Linked DNA regions of Mus musculus: regions 2, 3 and 4 are each linked to region 1. A link is a contact called in public Hi-C and promoter capture Hi-C data. All regions are on one chromosome and are shown on one strand. Each heading gives the region's core, a stretch centred on a gene start, on an enhancer-like site or on the middle of the called end of the contact. The rest is flanking DNA. Distances are from core to core; before and after follow the strand shown.

What was found. Promoter capture Hi-C pulls out the DNA fragments that hold promoters and counts their contacts. A called contact is a pair of places that touch in the nucleus more often than the background predicts.
Region 2: a contact with region 1 is called in a Hi-C map of cerebellum, with 2.3 times the contacts expected there. The contact joins the promoter of Pax6 here to the promoter of Tcp11l1 in region 1.
Region 3: a contact with region 1 is called in a promoter capture Hi-C map of liver, with 3 times the contacts expected there. The contact joins the promoter of 4930547E08Rik here to the promoter of Tcp11l1 in region 1. A contact is called at or near these places in 2 of 39 promoter capture datasets (the C10 cell line and liver) and 1 of 115 datasets of contacts at active chromatin or transcription factors (embryonic stem cells).
Region 4: a contact with region 1 is called in a promoter capture Hi-C map of hippocampal neurons, with 2.2 times the contacts expected there. The contact joins the promoter of Nat10 here to the promoter of Tcp11l1 in region 1. A contact is called at or near these places in 3 of 39 promoter capture datasets (hippocampal neurons and liver).

What each region holds. Positions count from the first base shown.
Region 1 is chr2:104,710,277-104,713,519 of GRCm38.p6, forward strand. Tcp11l1 (t-complex 11 like 1) reads right to left here and starts at 1,886. Exons shown (of 10, transcript NM_177190.5): 1 at 1,700-1,886. It overlaps Gm6306 (predicted gene 6306), which reads left to right and starts at 31. Exons shown (of 1, transcript NR_166704.1): 1 at 31-2,627.
Region 2 is chr2:105,674,207-105,677,545 of GRCm38.p6, forward strand. Pax6 (paired box 6) reads left to right here and starts at 1,538. Exons shown (of 12, transcript NM_001310144.1): 1 at 1,538-1,766. RefSeq lists a promoter at 1,018-1,599 and a cis regulatory region at 1,018-1,152.
Region 3 is chr2:103,809,172-103,812,080 of GRCm38.p6, forward strand. 4930547E08Rik (RIKEN cDNA 4930547E08 gene) reads right to left here and starts at 1,451. Exons shown (of 4, transcript NR_040514.1): 1 at 1,302-1,451.
Region 4 is chr2:103,759,812-103,763,166 of GRCm38.p6, forward strand. It overlaps Nat10 (N-acetyltransferase 10), which reads right to left and starts at 1,459. Exons shown (of 29, transcript NM_153126.3): 1 at 1,238-1,459. It overlaps Caprin1 (cell cycle associated protein 1), which reads right to left. Exons shown (of 19, transcript NM_016739.3): 19 at 3,134-3,355.

The DNA.
Region 1 (3,243 bases), core at 636-3,135:
GGAAGACCAGCCTCCACACCCCCCACCCCATGTACTTTCTAGCTAGCCTAGGACTCACCATACAGCCCCCGAACTCATAAGAAGAGCTGCCCACCTCAGCTCCTGGGGCTTTCAATCCCAGAAAGCCATGTGCCACCACTCCCTGCCCAACTTTTCCTTCCAAAACCCATTTCTCCATTGTCTTAAATCCTACTAGCGTTTGGAAGTGCAACAGATCCAATGTTCATTACCTACAGATTCTATAAGAAACAAAACATCTAATTTTATCCTCTTCAAACACCAGGGAGCTGTCCAGAGGAAGTCATTCACTGGATACAGAGAAGAGGAAAGGCAAGATGCCTTGAGTCACAAAAGACTGTCCCTGTCCCCCCAAGACCCTGTTCAGGTCCTGTCTCCTCCCAGGGCTCTTCCTTCAACCTTATGAATGTTTACATCTTTCTCCAAAGTCCTGCAAGGCTGATTGTGAGACAGCTGGCATCCATCACTGCCTTTAATTCCAGTCAAAATATGATTATTCCAATAGGGATAGGAAGCTGAAAACAATCTAATCAGAGACGGACAGGCATGCTTGCAAGGAGCCACAATGAAACTCAAATTAGCATGACGCTGCTATTCTGAAGAGGAGGAAGCTGAGAAAACTTTCCCAGAAAAGATGACATGTGACCTGTCTTTGAAAGGAGTAGAATTTCACCAAGTTATAACGTCGGGGTAGGGGTGAAAGGAGGGGGGTTTTCATTCCTCCAGCAGAAAAGCCAGTGGTGCCTGAAATGGAAAAGTGGCAGTAAGCAAAGATGGAAAGAGGAATTGGGGGTCTGGTGGGGAAAGCGCTAATTTGTACTCTAAAAATGAAATGAAAAGCTTTGTCTAGATTTTGAACTTCTCAAGAGCCAAGATCAATCATATTCTCCATAAATGCTCTATTAGTATACCCCTAAGCCCCCAAGCCCGGCAAACAGATACTCATTTGTTGACAGACATAAAACCCTGTGTCATCTGTGTGATGTCACTGTTAGGAGGGGTTGTTCAAGGTGTTTTGGGTAGCACTGAACCTGTGGTTTAAAAGTGACAATAACTTCAGTAAAAGTGGCCCATTTTTCTTAAAATGTCCTATTCCCCCATCACTACTGAGGTCTCATTCTGTGTCTTTACTGTGGCTTCAGTTTTCTACAGTTAAGTGCCTCCTGGTTTCCTGCATAAGGGTACCCTGCGGCCACAGACTGCCACACCACCACCATTCCACACTGGCAGCTATAATTAAAGAGTAGTAGGATTATGGGGGGGGGGGTGCTATTTAATTGCTCTCATTCATTCACTCAACAATCATAAAACCCTATGGTACCTAACCAGGAAACCGAGGGGGAGGATCCTGGCACGGGGACCGGCATCTGTCGGAGCTGCACGCCGGCCCAAGCTGAACACAAAAGAATCCTCCAGAAAGGGTCTTTCAAGCGAAAAGAAAAGATCTCTGACCCCCGGCGCCGGGAACCGCGTTCAGATTTCGTCGTAAACAGCTGTTTCGGTCGGCGAGGGCAGGGGCGCGCCGGGGAGTCCGGCCTGGAGGGTGGGCCTCACCCATCCCTGTTCTCCTCCTCGCTCCACCCTGCATCCTCGGGACCCGACCGGCTGGGAGAGGTCCAGAAACCGGAGCGCTTTCGCCCGGTGGATCCCGGGCCGGCCCGCCGGCCTCTGCCCCGCTCACCTGCCGCGGCGTCGGCGACCACCCAGGGTCACTCCGGCTGCGAGTACCGCGGGGTCCGCGACGCGAAAGGGGGGGAGCGATGCGCGCCGGCCTGGGCGCCTGGGCCTCGACCCCCGCCGGGGCGCCTGGCTCTCCCCGAGCTGCGGGCCGTCCTCTGTGCCCCGCGTCGGTGGGCAGCGCCGGCCGCGCTCAGTGCGGGGCGGGGGAGGCGGGATGCGCCTGCCCAGCGTGGGCGGCGCCATGCTCCTGTACGGACCGGCGGCCGGCTCTCCCGCTGTCACCAAGGGGCTCGGGAATCTGGCGCTCGGAGCTGAGCTTCACTACGTTTTTGTGTGGAAAGGCTGATGCGGGCCCGGGGAGGGGGGCGGCCGAGGGAGTGCGGTGGCCCCCGGCTCGAAGTCGCTCCGGCCGCACAGGGAGGCGCCATGTTGAGGTTGGGCAAAAGCGGAGGCGATGGCGCGCAGTTAAAAGTGTGGTAAAGCGCAGGGCGCCTTAGAAGCTACTTTCCCTGCCAGGACTTTGAAAACTGAATATTCCATCAACCAGGCCAATCTCACTCCCTTGCCTTCATTTTGGACACCCACACACTCACAGGCTCCTTTTGGATTCTGAGCCCTGGCTTGAGCGGTCCCTTCGAAGTGTTTGGGTGACCGAGGCTTCAGCTTGATATGAAAAGAGGCGAGAGCAGCGGTTCCCTAGCTCAGCCCTTGGAGAAGTTGCGTTCCAGAAAGGAAGATCATTTCCCCTAAATATCATGTCCCTGGGTCCATAAAGTTGGGGCGGGCATGATCATTGTTGTACAAGAAAAAAAAAATTAAGCCAACAAAAACATCACCCCACTCCAAGCCTGGGGCGCTATAATAGCTAACTTCACTAACAGAAATACTTTGTCATCTGTCTCTATCTTAAATAAAAGATAGGAATCTTTGCTACTTTGTAGATTCTCCTCCCCCACTCCTTCCCCCTCTAACACTAGACCGAAGAGAAATAAGCATAGAGGGGAGAGACAGAGGACAGAGGGGGTGGGGGTGGGAGAGGGATTCTTGATTGATTGATTTGGTTTTTCGAGACAGGGTTTCTCTGTATAGTCCTGGCTGTCCAGGAACTCACTCTGTAGACCAGGCTAGCCTCGAACTCAGAAATCCACCTGCCTCTGTCTCCCAAGTGCTGGGGTTAAAGGCGTGCACCACCACGCCCGGCTAAGGGATCCCTGAATTTAATTTCTTTCCTTTTTTCTTTTTTTCTTTTTTTTTCTTTAAGCACTACTACTAACAAACCGCATATGTAAACTCCGGGCCCCACCTACTGTTTATATATCACTGAAAAGTTTCCAGAATTCCCAACTCACACAATCATAGAAACTATTTGCAGCTCGCAAAACGGAGCTGGAGCTCGAGGCAAATCATTGTCCGCTGTTGCAGACAGTCCTAAGCAGTTCCCCCATCCCTATACCTGGGATTAAAATGAAAGCACATTTTAAAATTTGTGGTTTTGTTGGGCTTTTTTTGGTTTTTGGAGACAGGGTTTCTCTGTGTAGCCCTGGC
Region 2 (3,339 bases), core at 288-2,787, 960 kb after region 1:
CTTTGGAGTGTACTGAGGTGTATCCTAATGTCCGGCATTCAACAAATGGACTTCTGGTGTGTGGTCAGGAGGGAAAAGCCATTTACTTACTGTCCTCGCCGTTTTTCTGGCAACAGTTGAAGGGGAATTGCCTCCGTGGACTGAGCTGACCCAAGAGAAGGGAGTCTTGGCGGGGATACATAAGCACCACACACAGATAACCGGTTCCTCACAACGACACACGTTGACACACCAAGAAAGCCGGCGAGGACACACACTTGCAGAATCTCTCCCAGCATTGGTCAAACCCCACCCCCACCCTCAGGCTTCCACTACTTCCCCTCCCCTCTTGTCTTCCCCTCCTTTCGATGGCTTGGAAAAGCAGCCGCACTTAGTCAACAAATGGCACGTGGGAGAAGTTGGAGAGTGTTTGGTGAGGACTCTTCAGAGCTTTTCACAAGAATCCTCTGTACACAAAGTAAGTGGCGTGTTTACTCGAGCCTCTCCAGGCTGGGGCAGTGCGTCCGCTCCGCTGAGCACGGCGGCTTCGGAAAGCAGAAAGAGAAGAAAATGCCAGCGGTGCGGGAGTGGGGTGGGGGGAAAATGGGCAGGCTCGGGAGGCCTGAGCTGGGGTGACCGCCGGGCCTCGCTGAGTTCTCGGCCTGGAGGCCCTCTTCGGGCCTAGGCATAGTTGTGCCACCATCGCCGGAGTGGGGGCTGCTGGGATCCAGGGACACTCCCGCCTCTTTTCTCTTGTTCCTAAAAGTCAGGTGGGCTAGAGAGCCGCCACCGCTGTACTTTGTGTCCTGGGGCCAAGGCCGAGGTGGACAAGGGGTGGGAAGTTAGGGTGAAATGGGGCGGAGCGGCAGGCCACTGTACAAGAAAGGACCTCGTAGAGATGGTGAAACTTGCTACCTCCACGGACTGAGAACCCCTGGCCCAGCTTGGGGTTACGGGGGCAGCATGCTTCCAGCTCAGAGGCCTCCATTAGACTGATCAAGTTCGCGGCCGCAGCGCTGGCCGCCGAAGCGCATGGAGCGGGAGACCTCGGCGAGCGCCAGAGCCTAGGAGCGGGGGGCCCAGCGCCGGAGAGAGAAGCCGGGACCCACCGGCAGAGCCGAAAACAAGTGTATTCATATTCAAACAAACCGACCAATTGCACCAGGCAGGGAGAGGGAGCATCCAATCGGCTGGCGCGAGGCCCCGGCGCTGCTTTGCATAAAGCAATATTTTGTGTGGGAGCGAGCGGTGCATTTGCATGTTGCGGAGTGATTAGTGGGTTTGAAAAGCGAACCGTGGCTCGGCCTCATTTCCCGCTCTGGTTCAGGCGCAGGAGGAAGTGTTTTGCTGGAGGATGATGACAGAGGTCAGGCTTCGCTAATGGGCCAGTGAGGAGCGGTGGAGGCGAGGCCGGGCGCCGGCACACACACATTAACACACTTGAGCCATCACCAATCAGCATAGGTGTGCTGGCTGCAGCCACTTCCCCACACTCTTTATCTCTCACTCTCCAGCCGCTGACAGCCCATTTTATTGTCAATCTCTGTCTTCTTCCCAGGGATCTGAGAATTGCTCTCACACACCAACCCAGCAGCGTCCGTGGAGAAAACTCTCACGAGCAACTCCTTTAAAATACCGTCATTTCAAACCGTTGTGGTCTTTAAGCAACAACAGGGGGGGGGGACCCAAACAACAAAAACCAAAAAAAAAAAAAAAAAAAAAAAAAAAGCCCTCAAAACTCTTGACAGGAGCCTTGACAACGACGAAAGAGAGGATGCCTCTTAAAGGTGAGTCCCGCTTCTTTCTTCTCAATTTCTTTATATTTCAATATCCTGGCAGGTCTCTCCCTCTCTTCTTTCCTCCCCTCTCGCCGGTCCCCTCCCCCACTGCTACGCCGGGAGAGTTGGGCCTGAGAAGTTTCCACGCAGGAGCCCAAACTTTCTACTTCCAGCGAAAGCCCGCGTCGGAGGGCGACGGTCCGCGCGAGCCACAACAGCGCGGATCTTCAGGCAGGCGGCTGGCTCTGCACCAGCGCAAGTGCGGCTGGAGCTCTCGGAGAGCAGCTAGGCTGCAGGGCGCCCCCGCAAACCGCAGCTCTCAGCTTCAGCGCCTCCAAAAGCTCGCGGTCAGCGCAAAGGGACGTAGAGGCTCCTCCGTGCCCCAGGCCGCGGAGAGCAGCCGCCGGCGATGCTTTTGTCCAGCCCGGGCCGAGCCAGCGCGCAAAGAGCGCCCAACCAGCCGACTCTCCGCGCCGCCTCCCGCCAGCCCGCGCTCCGGCTTTGTGCAAGATTCTCCCGGCACAGAACTGCCCGCAGCACTCGAGCACCAAAGGGTCATCGCGCCCTCCGCCAGCCGGAGCCGTCTGGATGGGCACCACGGCCGTGCGCCGGAGGCCACGAGGGACCCAGAGCGAGAGCGGGCGGTGAAAGAAGCCACTAGGCCGAGGCGGTCGGATGCGCTCTGCGAGGGAGCTCCGAGCCGATCGCAAGGACTGCCAGCTTCCATCCACCCCCCAGGGCCCTCGCCTCCAGCCTCAGCCGAGCGCTGAGCTCAGATTTGGAAACAAACGCCCTAGCTCTCCCGGCTTCCCACAACTCTATCTTGCGAAAGTTGGTGTGTTCCCTGTCCTGTGGACTCCCACCTCCAGCTCTTGGTGGGTATTTTCCCGTGTCTCCATTGACCAAGCTGTACCCCGTGTTGCCATTTCAACAAGTTTCGAGCTGGAAAGGCGGTTTGCTCCCCCTTTTCGAGTGTACTGATATTTTTCTTTGTGTGGCCTAAAGGGGGAAAAAAAAAACTACAAGAAAGCACTGGCTTTCCCTCTCCTCGGATCGCGTCCTCTCCCTGCTAATTAGTCTGAGTAATTCGAGAGCTTTTGGATTCTAAGACCCCAGGAGGAAAAGTGGCTTTTCAAAGTTCAGAAAGTTGTTGCCTCTTTCCCGGGGCAGATCTCCTCAGTCTCCCTGAGCCATAATAGCCTCGAATTTTAGCAAGTGTAATTGAGGGAAATGGAGTTGAATTTCAAGTGGAAATGCTTTCTTTTTCGAGTGCTAAAAAACCTGGCCTTTCATTAATGAGCTTTCTGAAAAGTTTAAAAACAAAGTGAATGCTCTCTCTCTCTCTCTCTCTCTCTCTCTCTCTCTCTCTCGCCATTTTGGATGTTAAACTCGAACTTGGGAAGGGCTGAGGAGATAGGATCAGAAAAACAACTGACAAGCTAAAATCCTTGAAAGCCTAGCAGGTTTACCCAAGAGCACGAATAGTTAGTTGTTGCCGCTGACGGGGAGGAGGTTGCCGCTAACCGGGAGCAGGGCTGCTGGGGATCTTTGCATATGTTTGAAGGCAATTGATGAGTTGTAA
Region 3 (2,909 bases), core at 201-2,700, 900 kb before region 1:
AGAGTTGGTTACAAGATGCCAGACTTGGGCACTGGGAACTGAAATCTCATTCTCTGCAAGAGTAAAAAGTACAAAGAGTAAAAAGTACAAAGTACTTTTAACTAACGACGAGCCATCTCTTGAGGCTCCCCAGTTTTTGAAACCTGCATTCAAGGAGGTTGATATGCAGCCTCGCACAGATCTAGAACCTTCACTTTCCTTTTCCTTTGCAGCACGCAGAAACAAGCCCATGTTTTGGGGATGGATGGGGAGTTTGTTTGTTTGTTTTGTTGTTGTTGTTGTTGTTTGGTTTTTAGTCTCTGACCATGGGCATTTTGTGCTATCAACATCTAACATGACAGGATTTTATTAACTTCCAAAACTTGAGGGTTTTATCTTTCCCAGACTATAAGTCTAGAAATATACCAAGGCAACCATAGGGCAAGTTTAACAACCAGCTCTCAGGAGGAAAGGGTTATGTGAGTGTGAGGTTGTAAACACATATTAGCTCTTCTTCCTGCTCCCTGTTGAACTGCCGAGGGTCCAGAGAGATTCTTTTTTTTGTTTGTTTGTTTGGTTTGTTTTTGTTTGTTTTTGAGACAGGGTTTCACTGTATAGCCCTGGCTGTCCTGGAACTCACATTTGTAGACCAGGCTGGCCTCGAACTGAGAAATCCGCCTGCCTCTGCCTCTCAAGTGCTGGGATTAAAGGCATGGGCCACCACCGCAGGGCCAGAGTGCTATTGGGTCCTTTGCTTGTTTGGTTGGTTTGTTGGTTGGCTGACTTTGGCTTTTTGAGACAGAGTTTCTCTGTGTAACTTTGGTTGTCCCAGAACTCATTTTATAGACAAAGCTGGCCTCAAAATCACAGAGATCTACCTGCCTTTGACTCCTAAGTGCTAAGTGCTGGGATCAAAGGCATGCACCACCACTGCCCAGGTCTGATACTGGGTCTTTGATATTTGTATTTTCACAGAACCCTAAGACCTTTGTGATTCTCTGAGTCCCTCTCCTCTGGCAGCGTGTGATCCTTTGAATTAATTTGATAATCTTTTTGTCTGGGTGTTTACGTGAATCCTTCACTATATCCTCTATCAGAGTTCAAAATGTTTACCTGATTTTCAGTGAACCATTTTTGGCAAATTAATTGAATCCCAGAGAGAATACTAGGGATCCCAATTTGTAGATGAAGTATAGGAGTGTAGGTCATTTTTAAGCTCTACCTGCCTTTAGCTCCGGGAAGTGACCGCACAACCAGCCCAGTACCAGCTTCCCTTGAATCCGCAGATAAAACACACACACAGTACTTCCTTTTCAACTTGCCTTCTTGGCACAATTACTAAACTCCCCAGACCAACAGCCTGTAGGAGTGGTCTGTGTAGCCACTCCACTTTGAGATCTCACGTGGTTGCCCGATTCTCTTCTTTCCAAAGCTTGTTGAACTTTGTTCTCCTCCCTTATGACTGGTCTGTCTTCTGGGACCGGAAATCCCACCTCTCTTTTCCGCCCAGCAATTGGCCCATGGATTTCCTTACTGACAGATCAAGAACCAATTGGAACTTGGGAGGCAGAGGCAGGAGGATTTCTGAGGCCAGCCTGGTTTACAAAGTGAGTTCCAGGACAGCCAGAGCTATACAGAGAAACCCTGTCTCGAAACAAACAAGCAAACAAACAAACAACAACAAAAATGAACCAATTGGAGACCAGGCCCTTAGCATCGGCCCCGCCCCCTACACAACAAGTTGGTGTTTGTGTTACAGAGTATGTGGATTGACAAGATGATGAGTCTTGGGTGCTTTGGTTCTGGGCTTCTTTTCTTTTTAAGGGCTTTCTGAGGACATATTGGCAGACATCATTTTTTTTTTCCTTCAAGGCATGGTTTTTCTGTGATCCTGGATGTCTTAGAACTCTGTAGACCAGGATGGACCAGGCGGGTTTTGAACGCAGAGATCATCTCGTCTATCTCTGCCTCCTGGGTGCTGGAATTAAAGGCAAGCACCACCACACCCAGGTAAGGACATCATCCCTTTTAGAGGGAATGAAATGTTTTTGGATTCTACTAGCTCTTCTGGGCCCTAACTGCTGAGGCACAGTAACACCTGTCACTCAGAGAATATATTTCTCCTTTTATCCCCAATAAACCAATTAAGAACACTGAGGTTGGCATCTGTAACACATTCCTGAATAGATTTGCACTTCCTCTCTCCAGTTCTGGTTAGTCTCTAACAAGAACTCCTCTTACTCAACAGCAGGTACACTATGATGTGGACCAAGATGCCTTGCTTCATGGGAAAGTTTTTTGTTGTCCCTACCACAGATTCCAACTACACAACCCTTCCACTCTTCACCAGAGTACCGGCAGCTACTTCTGTGACCATGCACTTCTCAGAAAGTATGAAATCTGTGTTCACCATCCACTTCATTGGGTCTCTGACAGCCAGTGGCAGGGAAGGAGATACGCAGCTCCGTCTTGACTCAGGTGAGGGCCTAGGTGGCGCCACAAAAAAAAAAAAAAAAAAAAAAAAAAAAAAAAAAGCCATCAGGTCTTCCTTAATGACTAATGAGCCATTCTCCAACAGGGAATATTTACTTTTTGGTTTTCGTGTTTTTGTTTTTTTATGTGTGTAACTGCCTGTGTTCTGTGTGCTTGCCTGGTGCCTGTAGCATCCAGAGGAAGATCCTCTGGACCTGGAATTACAGTAGGTGGTGGGAACTAGTATATGGATTTTGGGAATCAAACCTAGATCCTCTGGAAGAGCAGCAAACTCTCTTAACTGCAGAGCCACCTCTACATTTTATGGTACTGAGGCAGTCCTGGTACTGGGGCTCTAAGCCTGCCAGACAAGTTCTCAACTAGTGAACCATGACCTCTAGCCCTTTTGATTTTGAAAGGAAAAAAAAAAAAAAAAAAAAAGAGGGCTCTCTAAATTA
Region 4 (3,355 bases), core at 209-2,708, 950 kb before region 1:
AGTGTGTTTAGATATAATAAATAAATAAGTCTTAAAAGAAAAAAAAATCTAGTATCCCAAGGCACTGATGTAACAAATAGACTTTACACTGGGATCTACCCAAGTCCAAAGCAACTCAGTTTGTAAGCTTTATGTTGCCAGCCACATAAACACCTACAAAAAATGAATGGGTACCTAATGTTAACGAGTCCAGCTTAATTGTTAAAAGTCTTATCTTGTCAGGCAGTGGTGGCCCACGCCTTTAATCCCAGCACTTGGGAGGCAGAAGCAGGCGGATTTCTGAGTTAGAGGCCAGACTGGTCTACAGAGTGAGTTCCAGGACAGCCAGGGCTATACAGAGAAACCCTGTCTTGGGGGGGGGGGGGGGGGGGAGTCTTATTTTTTGTTATAATAGGAGAGTCTTAGAATTAACAGGTAAGGCCCCTGAGTACAAGCTTTAATTCTAAAAAGTACTTTTAAAAGTAGATGAAATACAACTACACACAAAACTAATGTAAAATTAATGGCCAGAGTGAGGGATCTGATAACGATCTAAAATTACTGGTTCCAAGAAACGTTTAATACATAAGGAAAGCATTATTGGAAAGAGAAAATAAGATGAATCGTATTGGGTTTTGTTGTTGTTGTTGTTTGCTTTGTTTTGTTTTTTCAAACAGTCTCACTATGCAGACCAGACTGGCCTCGAGCTCCAAAAAATACTCCAGGCTCCACCTTCCAAGCGCTGGAATTAACGGTATACGCCACCACAACCTGATCGACAAGTCATTTTCATTCGGCTGTATCCATTCTTGTACACACAGCACCGGGTACTAAGCATCACGAGGTGCACTGTCAAATGTCCTGACTGAGACAGCTAAATAGTGCAAATAAACTGGCATACTGCAGTATTTAAGAGCAGAATATCTGGGACTAAACCGCGTTAGTTCAAAGCCTACCACTGCTACGAGGAGCCGAGTTTCTCAGAAAATAGTTTTGACACCAACCCATTCTCTCAAAGAGAGAGAAGAAGCCCGAGTGTGGGAAGGAGCCACACTCCCGGAAAGCGCTCGAGAAGCCAGCCCCGCATGTCAGAGTATCCCGGACCAGGAACGTCTGTCTGTAGGGCAGTCCAGGCGAAGAGTCCGAAGATACAGGCACCAGCCGGTACAGAAGCTTCCGTACTCGAGCCAGCCCTACCGGCCAGTGAAAGACCCAAACGCACATCTCAACATCCGACCCAGTCCCTTGCAAAGAGTACCTGCGCCCTGCTCCGGCCGACACCAGGCAGCTGCACAACGGAAGCACGTGAAGACACCGAGTTGCTACCCAGGCTGACCAATCTGCTGGAGAAAATTCTACACAGCTGAGCTACGCCGGGGCCGCCGCTGCACGTGAATCCGCTTAAGTGGCAGACAGCACGTGGGCAAGTGCTCAGAAGGGAGGGGACCACTACAGCTATGGGACCTTCCATGGCTTCGACGCTTAGTGATGACGTAAGAACACGCCGCGGATCTCCGCTACGCTTGCGCACTAACTCCCGGCCGCCATTTCGCCATTTGCTGCGGGTAACCTGGCTATGACAGGCGGAAGTAATCGTTTAGATATCCGGGTGTCTCGCATTTGCCGTTGCCACTGGTACAGGAACTCGTCCACTGTTGCTATGTTGAAAAAAACCTCTATAGCAGGGTTGTACAAGGCAATAGCTGTTGCTAGCGTAGGTGTTGTTTTATCGACCTCCCTACTTTTATATGAAACTAGCCCAGTAATTGTTTAATTCATCTTACTTGAACCTCCATCCGGCAGCAGTCTGAGAATGTCTGTAGACTTTGTACCAACGATCGTGGCCGCGGTACTCTGCAGGCTTTTCTTACTCATGCCAAGTGTACTAAAAGCCCAACATTGGGTCTCAAAGCTCATCCAACCACATCCACAAGGATACCCGTAAGTATGTCTGCTTTCCTTTTAGCATGAGCCACGTGAAATCGGTTTATCCTATATTTTTGGGCACAAGTTCTGTTATCTAAAACGAATTCCTTCCCCAAATTTACGCACCAACTTCAATATCAATCTAAATTTCAATGGACTTTAAAGACTTCATGATGCCTAGCCATATTGTTTTAAGTCACCAATACAGCCCTAGACTTAATACTAAGGTTCTAAATGCACTTAAGAAAATAAAACTACCAGTACTTTGTTATAATGGGCAGACAAGTCCTATAAGGTGGTGGTGACACAAGCAAAACACAAAACTTAGAAATAATGACCCTTGTGAGTACTCGACTTTTTTTTTTTTAAAGGAACCAATATAGGAAGAGGACAAAAATGGGCAAATAAGGCTAGTCGATTCTGCTTAAGTAGCCCAGATATGGTATTTCCGTTGTAATGAAAACAAAAAACTGGAATTTTGGGAACAGAGATGATGGCTATGATTACCTTAGTCACTGCAAAATCTGAAACCACCAGGTCAGGATGCAAACGGGGGCAACTGCCATAAGATAGTCAAGATTTAGAATGATAAAGTAGTAGGGCAGGGGAAGGGTAGCCAGTGCTAGATGGCTGAGCTGTCTATGCTGTGGAAGCATGTGATTTTACTGAAGAATATAAAGACAACAAAGACAGCTTCCAACTTACTGCCAACTGCCCCTATCAAGTAGTTGGACTGAAAATAGTTGATGTAGAATATTCTCAGTGTAGAATATCAAATGTGCTTGAGAAGATGGGTATGGGAATGGAACTGCACACCTGCAGGTTTAGAGGGTTTTGGAGACAATTCTCTTCCTCCACCTTTGTCCCAGGAGTCAAAACTCTGGTCTGGGTTGACTTCAAGTGATGATAGCTGCAGAGCCATTTCACTGGCCATTTAATATTCAAGCACTTTAGTGTGACTTTTGAATTTGAGGGGCTTGGGACTTAGGTATTTATAGACAAAGTAACTATAAAGAATTAATATTCAGAACAGCTAGGCTGGATTTGGCCACCTGGATTAAGTAAAACCAGAGATGAAACCATCCTTGAAGGCACAAGATACTCCGTGGTGACAGGGAATCTGAAATCCTTTCACCACTTCCAACTTACACCTCAATTTCTGCTGAAGAATGATGCACTTTCTGGATTACATTTGCCCATAAACTTTTGTTCTAAACACTGCAGTGAAGATCTTTTAAATGGCAGTTTTATTAGATGACCCACTATTCTGGCCACCCCCCCCCCAAAAAAAAACAATACACACCATTTTAAAACCTTCAATAGCTTCCAAATGTTGAGACAAAAACTAAACATGGAAGAAAACTGCCCTATCCAGTTTCCCCAGACAGATCTTGCTAATGCTTAAACAAAACAGGAGTCACTGGAATACAGGTCTCTTGACTCTTTTATC